Linked DNA regions of Mus musculus: regions 1 and 3 are each linked to region 2. Evidence: chromatin contacts called from public Hi-C and promoter capture Hi-C data. All regions are on one chromosome and are shown on one strand. Each heading gives the region's core, a stretch centred on a gene start, on an enhancer-like site or on the middle of the called end of the contact. The rest is flanking DNA. Distances are from core to core; before and after follow the strand shown. Region 1 has its middle 71 kb from the start of Gm32240. Region 2 overlaps Fggy (FGGY carbohydrate kinase domain containing). Region 3 holds the start of Jun (jun proto-oncogene).

Evidence for each region. Promoter capture Hi-C pulls out the DNA fragments that hold promoters and counts their contacts. Hi-C and Micro-C count contacts between places; a contact is called where the count stands out from the background.
Region 1: a contact with region 2 is called in a Hi-C map of uterus, with 1.6 times the contacts expected there. The contact joins two enhancer-like sites. A contact is called at or near these places in 1 of 15 datasets of contacts at CTCF or cohesin (the NIH/3T3 cell line) and 2 of 484 Hi-C or Micro-C datasets (both in uterus).
Region 3: a promoter capture Hi-C map of liver shows a contact between it and region 2, with 14 times the contacts expected there. The contact joins the promoter of Jun here to the enhancer-like site in region 2. A contact is called at or near these places in 14 of 39 promoter capture datasets (the 3T3-L1 cell line, the C10 cell line, cranial neural crest and 6 more), 2 of 15 datasets of contacts at CTCF or cohesin (the NIH/3T3 cell line and large pre-B cells), 14 of 484 Hi-C or Micro-C datasets (adipose-derived mesenchymal stem cells, bone marrow-derived macrophages, embryonic fibroblasts and 7 more), 40 of 115 datasets of contacts at active chromatin or transcription factors (the 230-238 cell line, the NIH/3T3 cell line, acute myeloid leukemia and 29 more) and 3 of 9 other capture datasets (adipose tissue, embryonic stem cells and pancreatic islet).

Annotation. Positions count from the first base shown.
Region 1 is chr4:95,277,489-95,280,318 of GRCm38.p6, forward strand. No RefSeq gene overlaps it. Among named protein-coding and RNA genes, the nearest start is that of Gm32240, 71 kb to the left of the region's middle. Within about 2 kb of position 1,428, at least 100 of the 459 cell types and tissues checked have an H3K27ac peak or open chromatin away from gene starts, as enhancers often do. A contact at or near this core is called in uterus, where this site is marked.
Region 2 is chr4:95,793,417-95,796,265 of GRCm38.p6, forward strand. The region is part of intron 8 of Fggy (FGGY carbohydrate kinase domain containing); the gene reads left to right. Among named protein-coding and RNA genes, the nearest start is that of Hook1, 170 kb to the right of the region's middle. Within about 2 kb of position 1,320, at least 68 of the 459 cell types and tissues checked have an H3K27ac peak or open chromatin away from gene starts, as enhancers often do. A contact at or near this core is called in adipose-derived mesenchymal stem cells, craniofacial prominence, extraembryonic endoderm stem cells and 9 more, where this site is marked.
Region 3 is chr4:95,050,918-95,053,766 of GRCm38.p6, forward strand. It overlaps Jun (jun proto-oncogene), which reads right to left and starts at 1,305. Exons shown (of 1, transcript NM_010591.2): 1 at 1-1,305. The coding sequence starts at 354. It overlaps Junos (a long non-coding RNA gene), which reads left to right and starts at 1,400. Exons shown (of 5, transcript XR_867920.3): 1 at 1,400-1,465.

The sequences.
Region 1 (2,830 bases), core at 178-2,677, 520 kb before region 2:
AGTGAGACACACTATCTTCAATAAGTAGTTCAAGAACAATCATGGAAGGTTCTGGATTTTATACTGACACAAACACATGCATGTACAAGTGCACATACTTCCATGAACAATGCAGAAACCACACATACAAACATATAGATGATTTAAGTTTGTTTCATTCACAAGAAACGTAGAAATCTGTTTGGATGGCATCTGATTTAGTACAAAATCTAGTCATTTTAAGTTTTAAAACCACAAATATATTCTCTATCATCTGTAGAGACCACAGACCCCGACATATAAAAACTGACCTTTAATAGCAAGATAGCTTTCCTTTTCTGGGGGGTGAGGTGACCTTTCCACACACTTGCCCCTCCCTAATTCAGTTCTCTAAACTCTGAAATGGAGTTGCCACCTTCCTTCTCACCACATTGAATTAGCATATGTAAAGGGCTTGGCATGGGGAATTGGTGGTCCAGTAATCGGTAACTAGCAGTGAATAATTTGTTATTGTGGTTACTCACCTCTTAATTCACTTGAGTGACATGTCACTTTCCATGTTTCCAAACCACTTAAGTTCTGTAGACAGGGCTTTGGCTTTGGCTATTGAAACAACAGAATTTAGTGGCTAATAGAAAGTGGACGTTTACCTGAGTCCTACCGTCCCCGACTCATCAGGTTTGTGCTGCAAGCAATGAACCACAGCTTCCTGTCTTACGAGGGTACAAAATGGTGTTTAATCGTACTGAGCCGGTATGCAGATTATGCAAAGTGTAGATGTCTTTATGTGACTCAGAGTGAAGTAGGGGTCAATGGAGTAAAATCACTCAATGGAGTAAGTTCACACTCCTTTAAAAAAAACAGAAAATAAAGCATACAGGTCTGAGGCAGGGACATCACTAAACCGGTTGCCAGCATGAAGCCTTGCCTGCTCCTGGTGCTTGCTCTATGTGTCTTGCAGCTCAGGGCTCAGTGCTGTTAGTGGAGCAAGTTCTCAGTAAACAATACAAGGCCACTCTGTCCAGAAACCTGAGGTGTGAGCTGAGAAAAATCCCTCAGCTCAGAAGTCAGTGGTGACCTTTCCACTGAGACTGTTTACCGAAGCCAGCAGTCTGGGATGGAAGCGTGGGCTCCCCTTCTGAGCACACAGGGTGGGAATTCCCTCCAGAGCCCTGACCGTGCCCCCCTGCCTCGTGGGGGTTTCTGTTAGGCTGAAACTACCCTGCAGAAAGAAGGCAGCTGAAGAAGGGGGAACTCGGGCCTTCTGAAAGAACTTTTCCCCACTTCTTTCTGAAAACTGAACAACCCTCAGAAGAGCCAAATGTTTTCTGACTGGGCGAGCGCACAAGGAACACGCAGGGCATTCTGACTTTGGGATGCTGTGATCCAGGGCTGCAGAACCGGAGCAGAGCAGGTTCTCAGGCCGCCTGGGACAGCTGGAATGCAGCGTTGTTTCCTCTGAATTTATTGGCTTACTCCTCCTTCCCTACCGCCTCAGCCTTGATTTATGATTGTGCAGGCTCGGTGGCTTTGCTCCAACGTTATTTCTTTCTTCAGAAATAAACAAGGAGTTTTACAGCTTCATAACCGCCCCTAAGTTTGTTTGTTCTTCCCTCTGCGCAGCGTGGGCCATGTTTGGTCCCTGGGAAAGTCGTTTCTCTAATTATTTTCACATTTCAACAACTTTTGTTTCTTCTTCTTTCTTGGAGATTTAAAAAAAATGCTAATAGTACATTTGCTTTGGGTTAAATGATACCTTAAACATTTTCCCTGGCACTCACTGGGAGCCTGGGTGACTTAGGGAGTCCTGCTGTCTTTGCTTATAGGGCAATGTGCAGAAGAAAATCTGAAAACCCTGAAACTTCTTCTGGTATGCTGTTCCAGCCGTGTTCTCTCACTCAGTGGCTGGTTATTCTCCCAAACATACTCTATACTCTTCCATGCTCTGGACATCCCCTCCCACTCCTTGACTCTGGCTGCTCTATGCCCTTCTCCAGCTGGCAAACATCTGCTTAACCTTCAAGGCGCAGTTCATACACAAGCATCTTTCTGAGGCCTTCCCAAACTCTACTAACTGTGTGTCATATCCCTGTCCATGTTCTGGAAGGACCTTGCTTACATCTTTTTAGTCTTCTTCCCGACATTCATTCTAGCCTCCAACATCACACCTGTCATATCCGATCTATAAAGGTCAGATCTGAATTTGTTCCCTTCTACCTAGCAGGGTCTGGCCTGTGGGAAGGACTGGGTGGGATTGGACATGGGAGACAATATTGAAGTGATTTTAAGGGAAACCCATTCCATTCTGGTAACTATTGGAGGTGGTGAGGGTAAAAATGGCCTCCTGCATCACTTGGGAGACCATGAATAGAGATTTAACACACATGTAGGAGTGCCCAAGACTAACCTGAATGGGGTAGGAGCTTCAAATGTGGTCAGTTTGGAGTCTCCCTTTCAGAACAGGAGATTCTTGGATACTTCATAACTTCATGCGCCTTGTGTTACATGAAACCCCCTGCTATCAGGCACCTTTGCCATATTGGACCTACCTGGCCCAATGCCTGAACTTGGCATGCTTCTTCCACTATTTGGAATTGAACGGATGCTCATTTTAGGGTGTGCCTGCTCCACCTCTGGCATTTCCCTCACCTGGATTCTGTTGAGTCTGAGGAAGTTTCAGTATGCCTTGAAGATAACCCCACCTTTACCTGCTGGCACGTTTTGTTCAGAAATAGGCAAAGAGGGTGTGAGGCAGTATTCCCTCTTTTAAAACTCCCATGAGATAGTAATGATTCTAGAACCCAAGAGCTCTAGATGCAAAACCTTATTCTTTTATTCAAATCTCTTCTCC
Region 2 (2,849 bases), core at 70-2,569:
TTGTTTTAGAAAGGTCATTTGCTGGACATACAGAATTTGGCCTGAGTAGGGGTAGAGAGGATGGAGGAGAGGAGGAAAATAACTGAGAAAGGGAAATCAGTTTACTTGCTGATGAAATAGTACAAGCAAGACATGGGAGATAATACTAAGGCAGCAGCAATGGGGAACAGACTGTGCTTGTGGACAGAAGAACAGGATGACCTGCTGTGGGCAGATGAAAAGTGAATAAGTTAAGACTGGAATCTAGAGAAAGACCAAGAATAAGAAGAGCCCTAAAGGGTAGCAGATTCTCTTTTAGATGTATCATCTGGATATGCAAGTCACATTAGTGAGAGACTCAGGAGTGGGGTCTGAGTCTGAGGTAAACATGTGGCACTCTACGACACACACATTGTCCCTGCACTCGCTGGAGTAGATGAGCCCAGGGAGAGGGAGGTAATAAAAGGTGTAGGAGAGATCACAGGGAGGGGGAAGGGTTTCCTAAGGAGACAGACTAATAACGGGCCTGCGGCCATGTGAGAACTCTAAGCTTCCCACTATCTCAAGAAGGGGTAGAATTAAACCACCTGCTGCTTCACAGTTTGTTTAGGAGCCTAGTGTATCACAGTGTCTTTGTCCACACTGTGCCGTGCCATGCAGATCTTGGACTTTGTTCTGGTTGATGATTAGTCGCATTTATGGGTCAGGAAACTAAGCCTCAGAGAGACACAGAATCACATGGTCAGCCAATGGCCTAGGCAGAATTGTCTAGAATAGTTTGTCTACTTCCCAAGCCCCTGCTCACATTGCTCTGTCATGCTCACTGCCTTGAAGATAGCAACTACTTTTATCTTAACTGGTTCCTGGGAGAGACAGGCACACTGGTAGCTCATTATAGTGTTCAGCCGAGCAAGGCAAACCAAGAGGTAAAAAACCAAGAGCCTCCCTCTGTTCATAAACATTTCTCCAGGCTCTTATTCTCTCTCTCTCTCTCTCTCTCTCTCTCTCTCTCTCTCTCTCTCTCTCTCTCTCTCTCTCTCTCTCTCTCTCTCGTGTGTGTGTGTGTGTGTGTGTGTGTGTGTGTGTGTGTGTGTGTGTGTGTGTTTTAAGTAGTCATCAGGGAGTTGGCAGAAATAGATGTATAAGTGTTTTTTCCCCCCTCTGGTAAGACAATATCCTAGTCCATTTGGAAGAAGAGATGACCATGGAAATACCCAGTCCCACACAGGTCTGCTGCCACTCTCCAAACATCCGAACCTGGAAGCAGACAGTCCAAGCAAAGCCTCCTGTTCCCTCCCAGGACTGTTGGCATCTGGAGCCTGCCTCCTGTCCTGCCAGGGGTTTAGGCCAAACCAGCCTCAGGGTGAAGGGCTGGGAAAGGACAGAGGGAGCTGCAGTACCTCCCCGCTCTCAGCCAGTCACCTCTCCCCGAAAGAGTTGTGAGCAAGCATCTGGACTTTGTCATTCAGGGAATCCAGCCCATAGGCGCCTAGCCCTACATGAAACTGGGCCTGTGGCATCCTTGCTTCCAGCTAGCTTGAGAAGACATGACCAGAGGCAGGAACACTTGGAATGTGACTTTTGACCCCAGCCTGTTATTTCTGATCGTCGTAGGAGTCTGCACATGTGCCTTGGGCATCTCGGGTTGTAATTATGTTCAGTATGTTTGATTTGACATACACACAGGGAAATTGAGGGTAGATAAACATGTATACTCACAAGTATACCCCATGCTCAGCCCATCCTGAACCCTCAGCTCCCGCTGGATTTTAAGTTTATTGAGGATAGAGACTTGGATATACATAACTTTGAAGCCCATCTCTCCCAATCTTTTCAGGTTTTAAACTGTAGTCTGAACTCAGTATGTATCTGAAGTCTTACCCAGCTAATGTCTGAGATTATAGATTGTAGCTATTAAATACAGCCTATAGTTAACAGGTTTTTTTGAAAAAAAAAATTCCAATAGTCTTAGCAGCAAATTAGTTGGGTGACAGAATAAGTAGGTACTTGGAGACACCCCAAGAGACAAACTGACACAATCCCATAAACTCCAGGCCACGTGAGAGCACAGCCTATTGAAATATCTCACTGGAGTGTTCTACTGGACCAGCTGGGATGCAGTGAGTCAACTCTTTGGAATCTTAGAAAACCTCAGAGAGAATAGTGTCTCTGCTCCAGTCATCTTATAGCTGGGAGAATGGTGTTGAGAGAGGGAAATAGGTGGGGCGTTTCTTACAAGCACACAAAAGTGACTTCTCTTCTAGCTCTTTGACCTGCTCAGCTTAGATTTAATTTATATGCTTAGTTATATCGATAGAGTCATGCCTCTTTCCGACTCTCATAAATGTTGTGTGATAACGTAGTATGCAATCAAAGGTTTAGTTGGCATTTTGTAAGTTAATATAGAGTACACATGATCAAAGCATTTGTCAAATGTCTAAGTTCAATGGTAACACTGATACTAAGATTAATACCCTTGTGCCTATACCGAGGTTGTGCCAGACGATATTGCCAGTCTTCTAAGCAAAATAAATAAATAAACACCCCGCCCCCAAACCTAGCTATATCATTAAGTAAATACCAACTGATAACCTCTGGATTTTGCTGTTGTGTTGTAGTTCTCTGAGTTCATTTGATCCTGGTTTTGGACACATGCCCTAATAACAAGGCTTTCCAGTCTAGCCTTTGAAAATATGCTGTTTTGCTCTAATCTCCTTTTCAGTATTGTTACTAACAATACTGACTAAAAAAGGAGCCTCTTCGTGGTGGTCTTTCATGTTGTCCCCTGCTGTTCCACCCTACAGGCCTCAGTTCAAGGAGAACTAACATTGACTTGGGTTTTGAACAAAGATAAGCTATGTCTTTAACAA
Region 3 (2,849 bases), core at 55-2,554, 740 kb before region 2:
CAGGGCGCGCACGAAGCCCTCGGCGAAGCCCTCCTGCTCGTCGGTCACGTTCTTGGGGCACAAGAACTGGGTGGGGGTCGGTGTAGTGGTGATGTGCCCATTGCTGGACTGGATGATCAGGCGCTCCAGCTCCGGCGACGCCAGCTTGAGCAGCCCGACGTCGGGCGACGTGAGAAGGTCCGAGTTCTTGGCGCGGAGGTGCGGCTTCAGACTGCCCACCGGGTCGGCCAGGTTCAAGGTCATGCTCTGTTTTAGGATCTTAGGGTTACTGTAGCCGTAGGCACCGCTCTCGGACTGGAGGAACGAGGCGTTGAGGGCATCGTCGTAGAAGGTCGTTTCCATCTTTGCAGTCATAGAACGGTCCGTCACTTCACGCGGGGTTAGCCTGGGCTGTGCGCAGAAGTTTCGGGGCCGCAACAGCGCGCCGGGAAGCGGGGGGATACCCGCGCGTCCCCGCTTCTGTAACAAAGTTTGTTTAGGAGCGTGCGCTCCAGACGGCAGTGCTTCCCCCTGAGCCCTCCTCCCCAGTTCGCTCCAGGGAGCGCAGGGTTAAGACTCCGCTAGCACTCACGTTGGTAGGCTCCCGCGCGATGCCGAGCTTTGAAAAGTCGCGGTCACTCACGGAGCGCTCTCGGGGAGCAGCGGTTCCTTGGAGCCCGCAGACCAGTCCCAGCAACAGCGGCTCTCCGGCGGTGCTGACCAGTCGTCACGGAATTCTCGGTGGAAGCCCGCGATCGGGCTCTGCCGCCCGGCCTCCGACAACTGTCCCCTCCTCCGCTGTGAGGGGGAGGGGGACGCTAGGCAGCCGCGGCTAGCGCTCGCCCAACTTCAGCCGCCTGTGCGAACTGGTATGAGTATAGGTTCCTCTTCTCCCTTTTCTTTACAGTCTCGGTGGCAGCCTTAAGGCGCAGAAGAGATTTGCAAAAGTTCGCTCCCGGCCACTTGTTACCGGTCCTCTGGGTCAGGAAAGTTGCTGGCCGGTAGCCGCTCGCCTATTTCCTCGCGCGGTCGGGAGCCGCTCTCGATGCTGTCAGCAGCGCCCGGACTTGTGAGCTTCTTCTCCGTGGAAGGCGGGAGAAGGGACTCTCCAAATGCTCCCCAAAATACCGGTGCAGGAGCCGCGGGCGCTGGATCCAAGCAGTTGGTGAGAAAATGAAGACAAACGGATGAACAGTCCGGAGTCCGCGGCCGACCGGGTTGGCCAAGTCCGTCCGTCTGTCTGTCTGTCTGCCTGAGCGCTCTCCTGCCAGGCTGTCTCTGCCACACTCAGTGCAACTCTGAGTCCTTATCCAGCCTGAGCTCAACACTTATCTGCTACCAGTCAATCCCTAAAAATAGCCCATGATGTCACCCCGAGGCTTTCCCATTGGCTTGCGTCGTTCTCAGGGGGGCGGGCCCACCCGTCGCCATGGAGACCTCACCCTAGAAGATTCTTCTCTGGGCCCGCGAAGGCTCACGGGATGAGGTAATGCTCCGCTGCGCTCCTACAGTTGGGCCCTTCTTTCTCCTCCTCCCCCCCCCCCCTCCCGCGCTCAGCTTCGGCTTGTGTTCCCGGGTTCCCTCCCCGGCGCGTCTTTCCCGGCCCGCCCGGTGCATTGTGGGCTGACGTCTTGGTTTGGCTGTCTAGTGACGGAGGCTGCCGGTCGGCAGGACCCTTGCGGAGTCTGTCGGAGGCGGGCTCAAGTTCAGGGCTGGGGACTGGGACCGAGACGCGGGGATCCAGAAAGCAGGGGAGGCGCGCTAGTGGCCGGGGGCGGAGAGCTTGGGTGGGAGTGAAGGTTGCACACAGGCGCGCGCCCGCGCGCGGGCACACACACACACACACACACGCACGCACGCCCGAGAAAGGGCTGAATGATCTGAGTGACTGAAGCTGGCTCCGCACCCCCGCACTTCCGGGGGACAGAGCGATGCGGGTTAAAAGGGTTGTGTGCGCCCTGGGTGTGGGAGCACGTAAGTGCGTTGAAGTTGAGCGGGTTTGAGAGTAGCCCTCCAAGATGAGTATGCTTGGAAGTTTAGTTTCGGAGAAGGATCTGCGCCGCAGTGTGCTGTACCTGGAAACCAGAGATTTGCGGTGTTCGGAACCGACTCATCAGGGTCCCCGGCACAACACTTTATTCTCTGGACGTGCCGGGGGAGGGGTGTTCGCTTTGCCTCCGAGGGACCCCTCCTCTAGGTGTGAAAGATGCTAGCCCAGCGCCCATGGGGTGTCGAAAGCAACATATAAAGGTTCGAAACTCAGGAAACCTCGGCGATCGCCTGCGCTAGCACATACACACGGTCCCGCGCACACTCAGTCTGCGCCCGCCCTTCCTCCCTCCCTGATTTGCTTCTGGGAAAACAAGCCTTGAGAGCTGCGGACTCGCCCCAAGTCACGGTGCTTAAGCAGGAGTCCCTGGTAGAAACAGGCTGAAAACTCCCCTCCCCGCTCACTGGTGGAGTCATATCCTGTGCGGCCTCTAGGAAGCGCTAGACACATGTAAGTTATTTCTTTTCTAAGGTTCTGCTATCAGCCCTCCACCCTCCACCCCTCAGGACTAAAGAGGTGGCAAGCTTGGTTCTCCCAGGGCATAAGGGCAAATCTCAGAACTTCTCTGAGCTTTATTGGTCTCATCTAGAAGTAGAGCGAATGAGGTCCACTACACCGGGCTGCCAGGCATTAGTTTTGACTCTGAGAATAGCCCCCTTCCCTACCAGCTTCGGAGTTACCCTGGGCCGTCGGTGGGGTGGGGGTGGGGTGATTTGGAGGATCCTGGGTTGAGATTTGGCAGGAGCCCGTAAGCAAGATAGAAAAAGGACCGGGAGCCAACTCTTCCCTTAAGCCTCCCTTCAGCCTAGGACTTGAAGTT